Linked DNA regions of Sus scrofa: region 1 is linked to region 2. The links are chromatin contacts, called in public HiChIP or PLAC-seq maps. All regions are on one chromosome and are shown on one strand. The core of a region is the stretch at or near the end of the contact, and the rest is flanking DNA. Distances in the headings are between cores, read along the strand shown. Region 1 holds the start of B4GALT4 (a long non-coding RNA gene). Region 2 overlaps ARHGAP31 (rho GTPase-activating protein 31).

The links. HiChIP or PLAC-seq counts read pairs in DNA pulled down with a chosen protein or histone mark.
Region 1: a contact with region 2 is called in an H3K27ac HiChIP or PLAC-seq map of alveolar macrophages. The contact joins the promoter of B4GALT4 here to the enhancer-like site in region 2. A contact is called at or near these places in 4 of 47 Hi-C or Micro-C datasets (heart right ventricle, retroperitoneal adipose tissue, skeletal muscle and 1 more) and 2 of 2 datasets of contacts at active chromatin or transcription factors (alveolar macrophages and skeletal muscle).

Annotation. Positions count from the first base shown.
Region 1 is chr13:140,964,687-140,971,311 of Sscrofa11.1, reverse strand. It overlaps B4GALT4 (a long non-coding RNA gene), which reads right to left and starts at 1,751. Exons shown (of 7, transcript XR_001300547.2): 1 at 1,650-1,751.
Region 2 is chr13:140,904,100-140,910,889 of Sscrofa11.1, reverse strand. The region is part of intron 1 of ARHGAP31 (rho GTPase-activating protein 31); the gene reads left to right. Among named protein-coding and RNA genes, the nearest start is that of ARHGAP31, 41 kb to the left of the region's middle. Within about 2 kb of position 2,664, at least 4 of the 83 cell types and tissues checked have an H3K27ac peak or open chromatin away from gene starts, as enhancers often do. A contact at or near this core is called in alveolar macrophages and skeletal muscle, where this site is marked.

The sequences.
Region 1 (6,625 bases), core at 502-3,001, 61 kb before region 2:
ACAAGGATCTTCCTCTAAAAAACAATGAAGGTAGGCAAAATATGCCATGCCAACATATGCCACTTGGGCATACTGATTATTTTGAATTAAAGTTACTTTAACAGTCAGTGCAAGATCACTTTCACCCTCTTTTGTTCTTCTTGAAAGCAGGAAATAAATCTTCCAGGTGAAAGGCACCCTCTCTATACCAGGAAGGCACCAGGATAAGGCATCTCTTATTACTAGAGCTGGGAATTCAAGGTGGAGAATGCTATATAACAAACCTTATTACTTCCTCATCAGTTCGCTACCCCAAGCCCTAACTTCTGCCTTTTCAATTCTTCACAAATTTATTTTTTCTTTGTCTGAACCATATGAAAGCTGTCTGCTTTGGTTACTTCTTTGAGCCTCATACTGTTATGGAATCCCACCGGTATGAAATTAAATTTTTCTCCTGTTTATGTTTCACATCAATTCCATTATTAGACCAGCTAAAGGACCTAGGAGAGGAAAAAAGGAAAAGGTTTTCTCCCCTACAACACAAACAGGCACATTAAAATTTTGCAATTGCATGTGGTTGAAAAGCCAACCCTGCTCTAGAAGATAAAATTCCAAAACGATAAACTGTGGTCGCATTTAGCGTTATCTCTGGCCAGAGAAACGCATTCCAGCCCTCTGGCCCACCAGCTCAGCCCAGGTGCCTAGAAGAGCCCTCAGCCCCTTTTTAAGCCCACTTTCTCAGTCTGGACCCTGAATGTTATTCATCACTATCCAAGATTCCTTCACTTTCTTGCATCCTCAATGTGATTCGCCTTTCTTAAAAGAAATTTAGAAATTAAAAAATAAAAAAAGCAAAAAGTCCCTCAACCTTCAAATTGCTGTTTTCTTCCTCCTCCCTTTCACCACCAAAGGACAGGAAAGGTCTCCCTGTGCCCTGGCCGCCTCCAGGTCCTCAACCCTCACCCACTCTCGAACACTTTGCAATCCAGCACACGCCCACCCCGTTGAGAAGTGCTCTCCCAAGGGTACCAACCCAAAGGCCTTTTCTCAGTCTCAGTCCTCATAGACTTCTTTTTTTTCCCCCCTCAAACCGAGAGTTGGCTCTTATCTAATGGAAGACCGAACAGCAACCGATACGACCGACATAGATGGACGCAGAGCCAGACTAAGGGCAGGTATCCAAGGTACTTTAAAATCCAGTCGACCTCCCCAGCTCTTCGGCCCCTGCAGGCCCCTCGTCGGTATCAGCAGATGGGTTTCCTAGTAGAAACCTTGGTGAAATAGGGCTCCAGGGAGGAAGCAGCTTCTTCACACTGATGCGCCCGGAGGGGAGAGAAGTGCTAGTGGCGACCCCAGAACCTTGAGGTGGGCTCTCGGGGCGGGGGGAACGACCCCTGAGGGCCTACCTGGCAGCATCTCACCTACCATCCCTCCGGCAGCAGAGGGAGCGCCGCGGTGGCCCCGGCACCTGAGCCCGTGCCTCCCTCAGGGCTCGGCCTCTGCAGGCCCCCTGCCCGGCCCCACCGCCCGGAGGAAGGCAGGAGGGCCGTCCCAGGCCCTGGGACCGATCCCGCTCGCCACCCGGTGATGCCCATAGAGCGCCAGCCGCCGCCCTCCCCACGGAATTGCTTGTCCCGGGCGCAGGCGGAGCGGAGGCCCAGCGTACTCACCCCTGACGCGGCCGCGAAGAGCACCACCCGGAGCCAGGGGAGGAGGCAAAAGCTGCAGCAGCCGGGACCGCCCCGCCTCCCGGGAGGCGGCTCCTGCGGGCTGGCTCCGCCTCCCCCGAAGTAGCTGAGGCCGGGCCCCGGGGCCGTCTGCGCGGTCCTATGCAAGCCGAGTCCGATCGACCCAGTAACCGTCCCCGGCCAACAGAAGAAGCACCAGGAGGGAAAACGCCAGCTTATCTTTTGAGTGATCGTAATAAAACCTTATGCCAATACTGCCCTAGGGTCTGCACGCTTCCCAAATCCCATTCTCGTAAATGCTCACAAAACTTTGAGAAGGAGAGATGAACCTTCCCATTTTACGGAGTAGGAAACTGAGGCTTTAGAAGTTAATAAATTTACCTTACATCACCCTGACGAAAGGTTTCAGCTTTCTCAACTGCACAATGTGCCAAATTAACTGACTTCCCCATTTCACAGAACTACTGAGAATATTGAGTTGTGAGAAAACCAAATTTCTTCAGATATTAATACAAAAAGCCAAGACAGAATCATATTTATACTGATGATTTGAGTGAAAAATCATGGAAAGTTCTGCTTAGGCTGGCAGGAGAGCAGACTAGATTCTCTAAGAAATAGGAGATTTTCCAAGAAGCACCCCACTGCAAATGGAACCAACCCTGGGGTCATTGAGCTCTAAGCAGGAGACCTGGGGTTTGCTGAGGGCACACGGAAGATCTCTGCTGGCACTGTGATCTGGCACCCAAACAGGAGAGCCAAACCTGCCCCTTCAGCATCCAGCCAAGACTGTGAAAGAGCACTACTGAGTTTCCCAGTCTCCTGAGGTCCGAGCAGTGGAAACATACTTTATAGGGTGCATCTTCCATTTAGTCCCACAGAATCCAAACAAATACAAATGCACAATCTTTAAAAAAAATCACCAAGCTCCAGGGGCCACACATAATGACAGTGGGCAGGGACTTCTTTTTGTGGCTCAGTGAAAACAAATCTGACTAGTAACCATGAGGATGCAGGTTGGGTCCCTGGCCTCCCTCACTGGGTTAAGGATCCAGCATTGCCAAAGCTGTGGTGTAGATCATAGGCCAGCTGCTACAGTCTGATTTGACCCCTAGCCTTTGAACTTCCTTATGCCAGCAGATGCAGCCCTAAAAAGACAAAAAAAAAAAAAAAAGAAAGAAAAGACAGTGGGCAGAATTAAGACCAAGAGATTTATACTCCCAAAGACATCAGACACTGGAATTGTCTGCTGCAGAATACAGGAGAGCTCTTTTTGAAAATTATTAAGGGGGAAAAAAAAAAAAAGATTTCCCTAGGGGTTATTTACCAGTTACAAAGAGGATATATTATCCATTGGAGAAATCTGGCAGATACCACCTTAACCAAGTACTCAAAGTTAATTTCACCAAACTGATATCACTGTTACTGCATTCCTGCCAAAATGCATAATTGGAATTTAACCATGAGGAAACAGACAAGCCCAAATTAAGGGATATTCTACAAAACAACTGGTCTGTACACTTCAAAAATGTCAATGTCAATGTCATGAAAGAAACAAGGAAAGATGAGGAATGTTTCAGATTAAAGGAGACTGAAGAGATTTGACATTTAAATTTCTGGAATGGGAAAAAAAAAATTGCCACAAAGTATATTCTTGAGACAATTGGGAATAGGTAGGTACAATGTGTTAGATTAAAAATAGCTTCAAAATATTTGACAGTCCTCTCACGGAGAAATAAGAATATTTTCCCGTTCCTTTAGTTCTGGGCTGGCCTGTGACCGCTTTGACACATGAAGGGGAGTGGAAATGAAGCTAGGCCAGTTCTAAGCCCAGCCTTTTAAAGGCAGTTTCTACTTCCTCTCCCACTTTTTTCCGTGTGTCAGAGCAGTCACAGGCCAGCCCAAATTTAAAGGGGGGGGTTAATATAGTCCCATTTCTTAGTGAGAGGACTGTCAAAAAAGTCAGGGCTATTTTTAATCTCCCATGCTGTACATATTCATTTCCAATTGTCTCAATAATATAGCAACTTTTTTTCCAATCTAAAGCCACACAGAATCTCAGTGTGTGCTATGGTCTGAATTGAACTCCACACCCTCTAAATTCATATGTTAAAGCCCTAACTCCTAGTGCCTCAGAATGTGACTATATTTGGAAATTAGGCCTTTAAAGAGGCCCATAAATTAAAATAGGGTTGTTGTGGTAGGCCCTAATCCAGTATGACCTATGTCTTAATAAAGAAGAGGAGATTAGGAGAGACAGGGAGACCACCATGCAAGGACACAGCTAGAAGGTGGCCACCTGCAAGCCAAGGAGAGAGACCTCAGAAGAAACCAAACCTGTGGACATCTTCATCTTGGACTTCTGGCCTCTAGAACTGGGAGAAAATAAATTTCTGTTGTTTAAGCCATCCAGTCTGGTATTTTGTTTTGGCAGCCTTAGGAAATTAATTCAGTCTCCTTTAATCTGAAATAGTTTCTCATCTGTCCTTGTATTGCAAGACACTGACATTTTTGAAGTGTACAGTCCAGTTGTTTGTAGGATATTCCTTAATTTGGGCTTATCTGATTATTTCCTCATGGTTAAATTCCAATTATGTATTTTTGGCAGAAATATGATAAAGATGAGCTTATGTCCTTTGTGTATCCCCTCTGAGATGTGATGCCAATTTGTATTACTAGTGATCTCTAGAATAACTTTTTGTTGGAACCCTGAACTATGATGTAAGTAGCCCAGCTACCCTGAGGCCACCATACTATGAGAAAGTCCATGCGAAGCCATATGGAGAAACCAAGTGGAAAAAGAAAAAGAGGTGCCCAACATCCTCCCAAATGTTCCAACCACTAATCACTCAGGAATGCCCCCAGCTGAGGCATAATTATCATAAAGCAGAGATGAGCCCTCCCCACTGCGCCATATCTGAATTCCTGACCCACAGAATTGTGAGATATGATAGTACTACATTGTTGTTTTCAGCCTCTTAAGTTTTGGAGTCATTTGTTACAGAACAATAGATAATCAGAGCAAACCATATATTGTATGATAATATTTTGTTGTCAGTCTTAGGAGTTCCTGTTGTGGCTCAGCAGTAACAAACACAGAAAGGAACTCTGTGGTTGGATTCCAAATTTCTGTGGCTGTGATGTAGGCCAGAAACTGTAGCTCTGATTCAACCCCTAGCCTGGGAACCTCCATATGCCGAGGGTATGGCCCTAAAAAGCCAAAAATTAAAAAAAAAAAAAATTGTCAATCTTAAATTTCTTACATTTGATCCTTGTATTGTGATTATATAGGAGAACAAGTATATTCTTAAGAATTACTTCACAATGAAGTATCATGACATCTGCAATTTCTTTCTAGCGGTTCAATTAAAATTTGTGTCTGTGATAGAGTGAGAGAGAGAACCCACAAATGCGGCAAAATGTTAACAAGTGATCAATTTATACAGATGTTAACAAGTGATCAAAGTGTATAGAGATGTTCCTGATAATTATTACAACTTTTCTAAGCCTTGAAATGTTCTTAAAAGTTTAAATAAAATAGAAAGGTTTAAATCTTAAATCTCAAAATGGAAAAAACAATGACTAGGCTTTCCCCTTTGGCCAAGAAGAAGTAACAGAGACCAGACTTACCATTCCACCTGAAGCATCCATTTAAAAAAAGAAGAAGAAGAAAAGAAAAAATATATAAAACAACAATTTTCAAAATACTCTATATCAGGCAGCAAAGGACAATAATCCCTGAGAGACAGGAAACAAACAAGATGAGCCCTACAATTGCCCCAGCTTACTACTTTGAGAGAATTTTCTTTTTTTCTTTTTTTTTTTTGTCTTTTTGCTATTTCTTGGGCCGCTCCCTCGGTTCCCAGGCTAGGGGTCGAATCAGAGCTGTAGCCACCGGCCTACGCCAGAGCCACAGCAACTCAGGATCCGAACCGCGTCTGCAACCTACACCACAGCTCACAGCAACGCCGGATCCTTAACCCACTGAGCAAGGGCAGGGACCGAACCCGCAACCTCATGGTTCCTAGTCGGATTCGTTAACCACTGTGCCACGACAGGAACTCCTGAGAGAATTTTCAAGCAGGGCAGAGGGAAAGGAAAGAGCCTGGAAGATTCCCTGATGAGATAGATCCTAGAGTCCAGGAAGACCAAAGCAGCCAGATTTCACAGGCCAGAATCACAGAGAGAAGACAGATGCAGAGAGACAGAATATTGGAGATCTGCAAAGAGTCTCAATTATTTATGGTCAATGCAAGAACATATGGGAACTGTCCTAAGCCAGAGAAAGAACCATCTATAAGGATTAGAGGGACTAGTTCCAGTCACTCACACTGTGCTGGAAATAGTGCCTATTTCCATCAGCCAGGCTGGAAAAAGTCACAATTCACAGGACACTGGGGAGGGTACTCGGGAAGGTCTTGCTCCATAATGGAGAAGAAGTAGCCCGACAATGAACACTGCTCCAGACCTTTCTACTATATAGTAAAAACAACACTAAAGGGACCAAACTATATTCAGATAACTTATATCCCCGAGAACAAAGTTCAAGATTTATAGATCTTTAAAAATATCTAGCACTGAATAAGATAAAATTACAGTGCATGAAATCCAAAAAAGATGACCAGGTATACAGAGACAAGAAAGCACAACTGATAGGGGACAGTAATTAGTCAAAAGCAGCTCAGAACTGACACAGGTGTTACAATTCACACAGAACATTAAGACAGTTATTACAACTGCATTCCATACAATCAAAAGTTAGAGACATGGATGATATAAAGAAAAGCCCAAACTGAACTTGTAGAGATGAAAAGTAAAATGCATAACAACAATATCATATAAGCCAGAAGGTCTGGTGGAGCAGTGCTCACTGTAGGGCTACTATAAGAAATTGAAAAGTTTTTTTTTTTTTGGCATTTTATTTTTTTTTTTTTTTAGGGCCACACCCGGGGCATATGGAG
Region 2 (6,790 bases), core at 1,415-3,914:
TTCTTTAGTGTTTGAAGTTGCCCCACTTCTAATATCCTAGAATCTGTTCATGACATCTATCTTAGCAATATTATTTTCTAAATGTTCCTTTTCTGAGCTTCTTTCTATTGGCAATGCCAGATCCCTGACCCACTGAGAGAGGCCAGGGATCAACCCTGCATCCTCATGGGTCCTAGTTGGGTTCATTACCACTGAGCCACAACGGGAACTCCCTGAGCTGCTTTCCCTTTTTTTTTTTTGTCTTTTTCTAGAGCCATGCCCGCAGCATATGGAGGTTCCCAGGCTAGGGGTCTAATTGGAGCTGTAGTTACCGGCCTACGCCAGAGCCACAGCAGCGCAGGATCCAAGCTGTGTCTGTGACCTACACCACAGCTCACGGTAACACTGGATCCTTAACCCACTGAGCAAGGCCAGGGATCGAACCCTCAACCTTATGGTTCCTCGTCGGATTTGTTAACCACTGAGCCACAATAGGACCTCCTGAGCTTCTTTCTTAATACAAATTTTAAGTGTTTGTTTTAGAAAATACTGCCGCATTATATTGGAGCTATGTCTGGACTGTATTTGTATAGCACTCTGCAGTCTGTCATGCTTGCATCCCCATTCTCTCTGTTTACCTTCACAATTATTTCTTCATTGACAGTTGGGGGAAGTGAGGCCAGGAGGTGCAATGACTCATCTCAAGAATCAGAGTCACAAAGAAGCAGAACCAGGATAGAACCTGATTCTGATTGCCACCACATTATTCCTTTCTTTCCATTCAAGCTTGCCTCTTGATTCGTAGGGCTTCCGATATTACATCTCATTTATGAGACAGCTAGTTTGTGAGAAGTCAGGACTCAGGTGAAACAGAAATAAGCTGTCAATTCTATTTATGGAAGGTGGCAAATTGACACAAACAGAGGAGGAGTTCCTGTTGTGGCTCAGTGGTAATGAACCCGACCAGTATCCATGAGGATGCGGGTTCGATCCCTGGCCTCATTCAGTAGGTTAAGGATTCAGTGTGAGCTGTGGTGTAGATTGCAGATGCGGCTCAGTTGCTGTGGCTATGGTGTAAGCAGGTGGCTATGGTGTAAGCAGGTGGCTGCGGCTCCATCCAACCCCTAGCCTGGGAACTTCCATATGCTTCAGGCGCTGCCCTAAAAAGATTTAAAAAAAAAAAAAAAAAGGTTTAAATGGCACTACCTACATTATATTTGGTCCTTGTTATCACCAGCAGTCTTCTCGGAGTCACTGATCAAACCTGGCGCATGTGCGGCATCATGGCTGGTATAACCCGGATGTACCGTAGACAGCTCCTCAAGCTCTTTAAAGATGAGGAAGTACGGAACCAGATGCCATGGGGCGCTGATGCCCAGGCACCCCCCTCCTGTGCTCAACAAGACCCATCGCCCTTCCGGCACCTTGCTGACCTCCCTTACTGGTGTCCCTGACACTTTGTCTCCTGGCTCACCCTCACCTCCTGTTTGGCCCAATCTCCAGCCCCCACCCTGCCCTGTGACCTGGCTCCTTGGCAGGAGTCCTAACTGACCAGACACTGCATGAGTGTCAGTTCCTTTGGCTGGGCTCCCTAATCCCTGCAAGCTCTCTTCCTGGCTTCAGACCCTCAACTCTGCTTCTGGAAACATCCAAACAGTAGCTCTCAGCTCCCTAGTGAGATGTTCTTGACAAAGGCCAGATTTTCCTATAATTAGGGAGCTGCAGCCTGAGGGCTGTGTGATCCCCTTAAGTCACCATTCCTGTGCCCTGCCAGCCAGCCATTTGCAGGTAAGGTGACCAAATAATTTATCATCCATATTGGGATAACTAAGAGTGGAAGAGGGGTGTTCCTGTCGTGGCTCAGCGGTTAAGGAATCTGACTAGCATCCATGAGGATGCAGGTTCGATCCCTGGCCTTGCTTCATGGGTTAAGGATCTGGACTTGCCGTGAGCTATGGTGTAGGTTGCAGACGGGCTCAGATCCTCCATTGCTGTGGCTATGGCATAGGCCAGTGGCTACAGCTCTGATTTGACCCCAGCCTGGGAACCTCCTTATGCCATGTGTGTGGTCCTAAAAAGAAAAAAAAAAAGAATGGAAGGGGGCACCATTAATAATTTCACCTGCACAACAGGTGAACAAGGGCCCCCCTGGCCAACGGGGACATATCCCAGGTTATAGTCAGGCTGACTCCCCCCTTAAAACAACATTACGCTTTTATTGCAGATGGGTTCTGTGCCAGGCACCGCACCAGACACTTTACATGCCTGCCTATTCACTTAATTCTTATGATAATCCCTTGTGTTTGATGTTACCTTCATTTTACAGAGAGGGAAACTGAAGCTCAAAAAGGCTAAATAATTTGCTTGAGGTGATATTTAATAAGTGTGGATCCTAGCCTGACCTCAAAGACTTTCTTCTTAATTCCTCCCTTTGGGTCCTGACCAGTGTAATAATGGAATCAATAAAAATGGAACTTTGGCTGAGGGATGACAGAGTCAGCCCCCAAATTAAAAATGAGTTATGTTCCAGAGAAACATTTGTACCTTGAGTGCTTGGAATTTGAAATGCATTTTCTCATGAAAAAAAAAAAAAGGTCTAAAATGGTGGTCAGGCTCCAAGACCAACCAACAAAAGTCTATGTAGACTGTAATTTCATTGTGGTTTACTTCTCTATGTAATACTGAACTGGAATAGGAAGCAGAAACCATAAGTTTCTATCATAGTTACTTCACTTACTGGCTGTGTGATTTGGGACAAGTTTCTTAACCTCTGTGAGCCTCTGTTTTATCATCAAAATTGAGAAAATGTCTAGGAATTGTTCTAGGGGCTAGAAAATGTATAGCCTCCAAAACCCACAAGAATCACAGGAGACAATGTAGGTGAAAGTCCTTTAAAAATAGTACTTATAATACGATAAGGACTGACCACCACTTATGACACTGCCAGGGGGCAAGTCAGGTTTCCAAGAACCCTAACTCTGACCTTCAAAGTGGAGACAAGAATTCTTTAGAGCCAGGTTGAGTAGTGGGCAGGTCCAGGAGCCTCTGGGGAAATGTGTCTTCCTGAGGAAGAGCTGGTGGCACTATGAGTGGAAGAAGAGGAATCCAGGAGGAAAGGGGGCTGGATGAGAAGAACACACAGGCTCCCACATGGTTTGGGGGCTCAGTCAGGAGAAGGGCAGTATGTGGTTGCCATGCTGCCTGGGGATCCAGATGCTGAGGAGCAGAGGCGATGAGCCATGGCCGGGGGGTGAGAGGACCTCAGGGCCAGTCTCCAAAGCCAGGGGAACAGGGGCTCTTACTACTTTGGGGTTTGGAAATAGCAGCCAATGTTTCTATCTATTGATTGTTCATGGTTCATCAGTCGAGGGTGCGTTGTGTCGGTCAACTGCACAGGGACTCTAGATCCTGGGATTGAGTTTAAAAACAGTGATTTCTAAGCAAAAAGTCTACAGAAGACTCACTTAACTATATAAAGGTTTATTTAATTTTTAACTGAATGTTTTCAAGGTCCATGCCTGTTGTAGCATGTACTAACTAGTACTTCATTCCTTTTTATTGTCAATACTATTCCTTTGTGTGGACGTGCCACCATGTATTTATCCATCCATCAGTTAATGGACGTTTGGATTGTTTCCACTTTTTTGGCTACCAGGAATAATGGTGCTGTGAACATTCATGTACAAGGTTTTGTGCAGATGTATGTTTTGATTTCTCTTGGGTATATATACTTTGGAGTAGAATTGCTGGGTCATGTGGTCATTCTACATTTGACATTTTGAGGGACTGTGAGTTGAATAATATATATGCAAAAAGTATGTAGTATGTTAATACATTGTTAATACTTATCCTTTAATAAACATTGTATTCTCCCTGGGCATTGCCTTAGAGACCTCCCACTTGTACAGCCATCCCCTTAAACATGCGGACTCAACTACAAGTGTTCATTTTAATAGTTCATACTGGTTTGAATAGTTTGAGCTTGTTTCAGGTGCAGTTTGTGTCTCCCTCCCCCTGTGCTTCTACCCATTCCTGCATTTAAACAGTAGATGTCAAATAAACAACAATAGCACAATGATTGCAAATAGGAGGAAACAAAACTTAAGTCATTTGTATGAGCACTTGAGGTTTTTAATTGTGGTCAAAATTTTAAATAGTGAAATAGAGTATAAACTGCAAGGTATAATGTTTTTGTTTCATAAGTGCAAATTTTAATTCATGCATGAAATATCTTATTGAATTTAAATATATTTATATAGAAATATTATTTTCCTTTTCAAGTAAATTGGTTTAAGCTAAAGAACAAAGGAGGAGGGGGGAGTAAGTGAGATGGATAGGGAGTTTGGAATTGGTGGATACAAACTGTTACATTTGGAATGGACGGGCAATTGCGTCCTACTGTACATCGCAGGGAACTGTGTGTGATTGGGTCACTTTGCTGTACAACAGAAAGTGAGGAAACATTGTAAATCAACTATACTTTAATAAAAAATAAAATTAAAAATTTTTAAAAATAAAACTGGAGAACAAAATAAGAAAATAGCAATAATAGCTATATTACTATTACAGGCTTATCACTGAAAATAATTTTCCATTATATAAAGGAAGATGGCATTAAAAATGATCTGTTCTTGGAGTTCTCTTCTGGCACAGTGGGTTAAGGATACAGCATTGTCACTGCAGTATCTTGGGTCACTGCTGTGGTGTGGGTTTGATCCCAGCCTGGGAAGTTCCACATGACGCAGGTGTGGCGAAAAAAAAAAAAAAATGATCTGTTCTGGATATTCGATGTGCTGGATGTGCCACACAAGATGACCAAGTTATTTAGGGACTGTTTCTTGGTGGAGTAAGCTTGAATTGGTGGAAGAAAATGGAAACAGATAAGCTTGGCAGTGTGGAAGGAATTCCTGGCTAAGTTCTAGGAATAGGGAAAGGGGCAAAGTCAAGAATTACCGGATATATCAAGAATGAATGAGATGGAAGTTTGGGGAGTTTGCAGAGAGGGTAAACCTGGGCCTGAGTCTGGAGTAGAAAGCCATTTGAGACTCTCAGACAAGAACTTTGTGAAGGAAAGCTTGAGGTCCATTACCTCAGGAGCAAGATGCAGTATGAATGGGGACAACAGAGGACCACAATCCAAAGGAGGGTTATAAGGCTGGTCAAGTAATTCAAGCATGAAGTAATGATATCCTCCTTTGGGTGGTGGTTACAGGAATGGAGAAGTAACAAATCAAAAGGTTCTTATAAAATCACCATAGGAAAGATATTAATTTCTCCCTACATTGATCTATAGGATTAATGCATTTCCTTTCAAAATCCCAGCAAGGTTTTTTTTAAATAGACAAAGACAAGATTATTCTAAAATTTATATGGAATGACATAGTCCCTAACGTAGCAAGACAAATCTTGAAAAAGCAGAGGAAAATGGGAAGACAATAAGGCCTAGCACATAGCTATAGTATAAAGGGAGTGGGACATGAGCAAAGGGATAGACACAGAGACTAACAGAACAGAAGAGAGAACCCACTAATAGCCCCACATGATTATACCCAACTGATTTTTGACAAAGGTGCAAAGGCAATGCAGAAAATGGTGCTGGAGCAATTGGATATCCACTGGCCAAAAAATGAGCCTCTATCTAAACCTTTCACAAAAGTTAGATCAAAAAGGATCATGGACTTACACATAAAATGCAAAACTATGAAACTTTTGGGGGAAAAAAATCAACTCTTTGGGATCTGAGACTAGGCAAAGAGTTCTTGGGCGTCACACCAAAAGCAAGAGCCATGAAAGGTAAAAATCAACAAATTGGACCTCATCAAAATTTAAAACTTTTGATCTACAAAAGATCATGGTTAAGAAGTAAAAACAAGCTACAGGGGAGGAGAAAATATTTGCAAATCATGTACCCAACAAAGGATGAGTGTATAGAATATATAAACTTTCAAACTTTGGCAATTGAAAAAAAACCCCGAACAATCCAATTAGAATATATACCAGAGACATGAGCAGACATTTCATTGAAGAGGATGGACAGATGCATAAGCAGATGTGATTCCGATCCCGAGTTGCTGTGGCTGTGGTGTAGGCCAGCAGCTGTAGCTCTGATTCGACCCCTAGCCTGGGAACCTCCATATGCACGGGGACAGCCCTAAAAAAAAAAGAAAAAGAAAAAAATTGATGAAAAAAGGGGAAAAAAAAAAGCACAGGAGAGGATCCAACCTTGTCACTGCTGTGGCTCTGGTTACTGCTGTGGTGCAGGTTCAATCCCTGGCCCGGGAACTTCCACATGCTATTGGAAGTTATTCTCATTTTATCATATAAATTCAGTACTCTAATCGTATCTCCAAATTTGGAACTCCACAAAGGTCTCCAGAGATATCTTTCCCAAATGCGGCATATAATTCCAGTAGGATTTAGTGACTACTTAACGTAGGGGTAACTGAAGTGTCTATAAAAACTGGCACCAGAGTTCCTGTCATGGCTCAGTGGAAATGAATCTGATTAGGAACCATAAGTTTTCGGGTTTGATCCCTGACCTCACTCAGGGGGTTAAGGATCCGGCACTGCCATGAGCTGTGGTGTAGGTCACAGACGAGGCTTGGATCTGGCGTGGCTGTGGCTGTGGCATAGGCTGGCAGCTGTAGCTCTGATTAGACCCCTAGCCTGGGTACCTCCATATGCCGCGAGTGCAGCCCTAAAAAAAAAAAAAAATACAAAAGAAAAAAAAAAAAAAAAAAACTGGTACCATTTGACCTCTTCAACAGGTGAATACCAACAGCTACGTGGACTAGACAGAGTCTGGGCCACT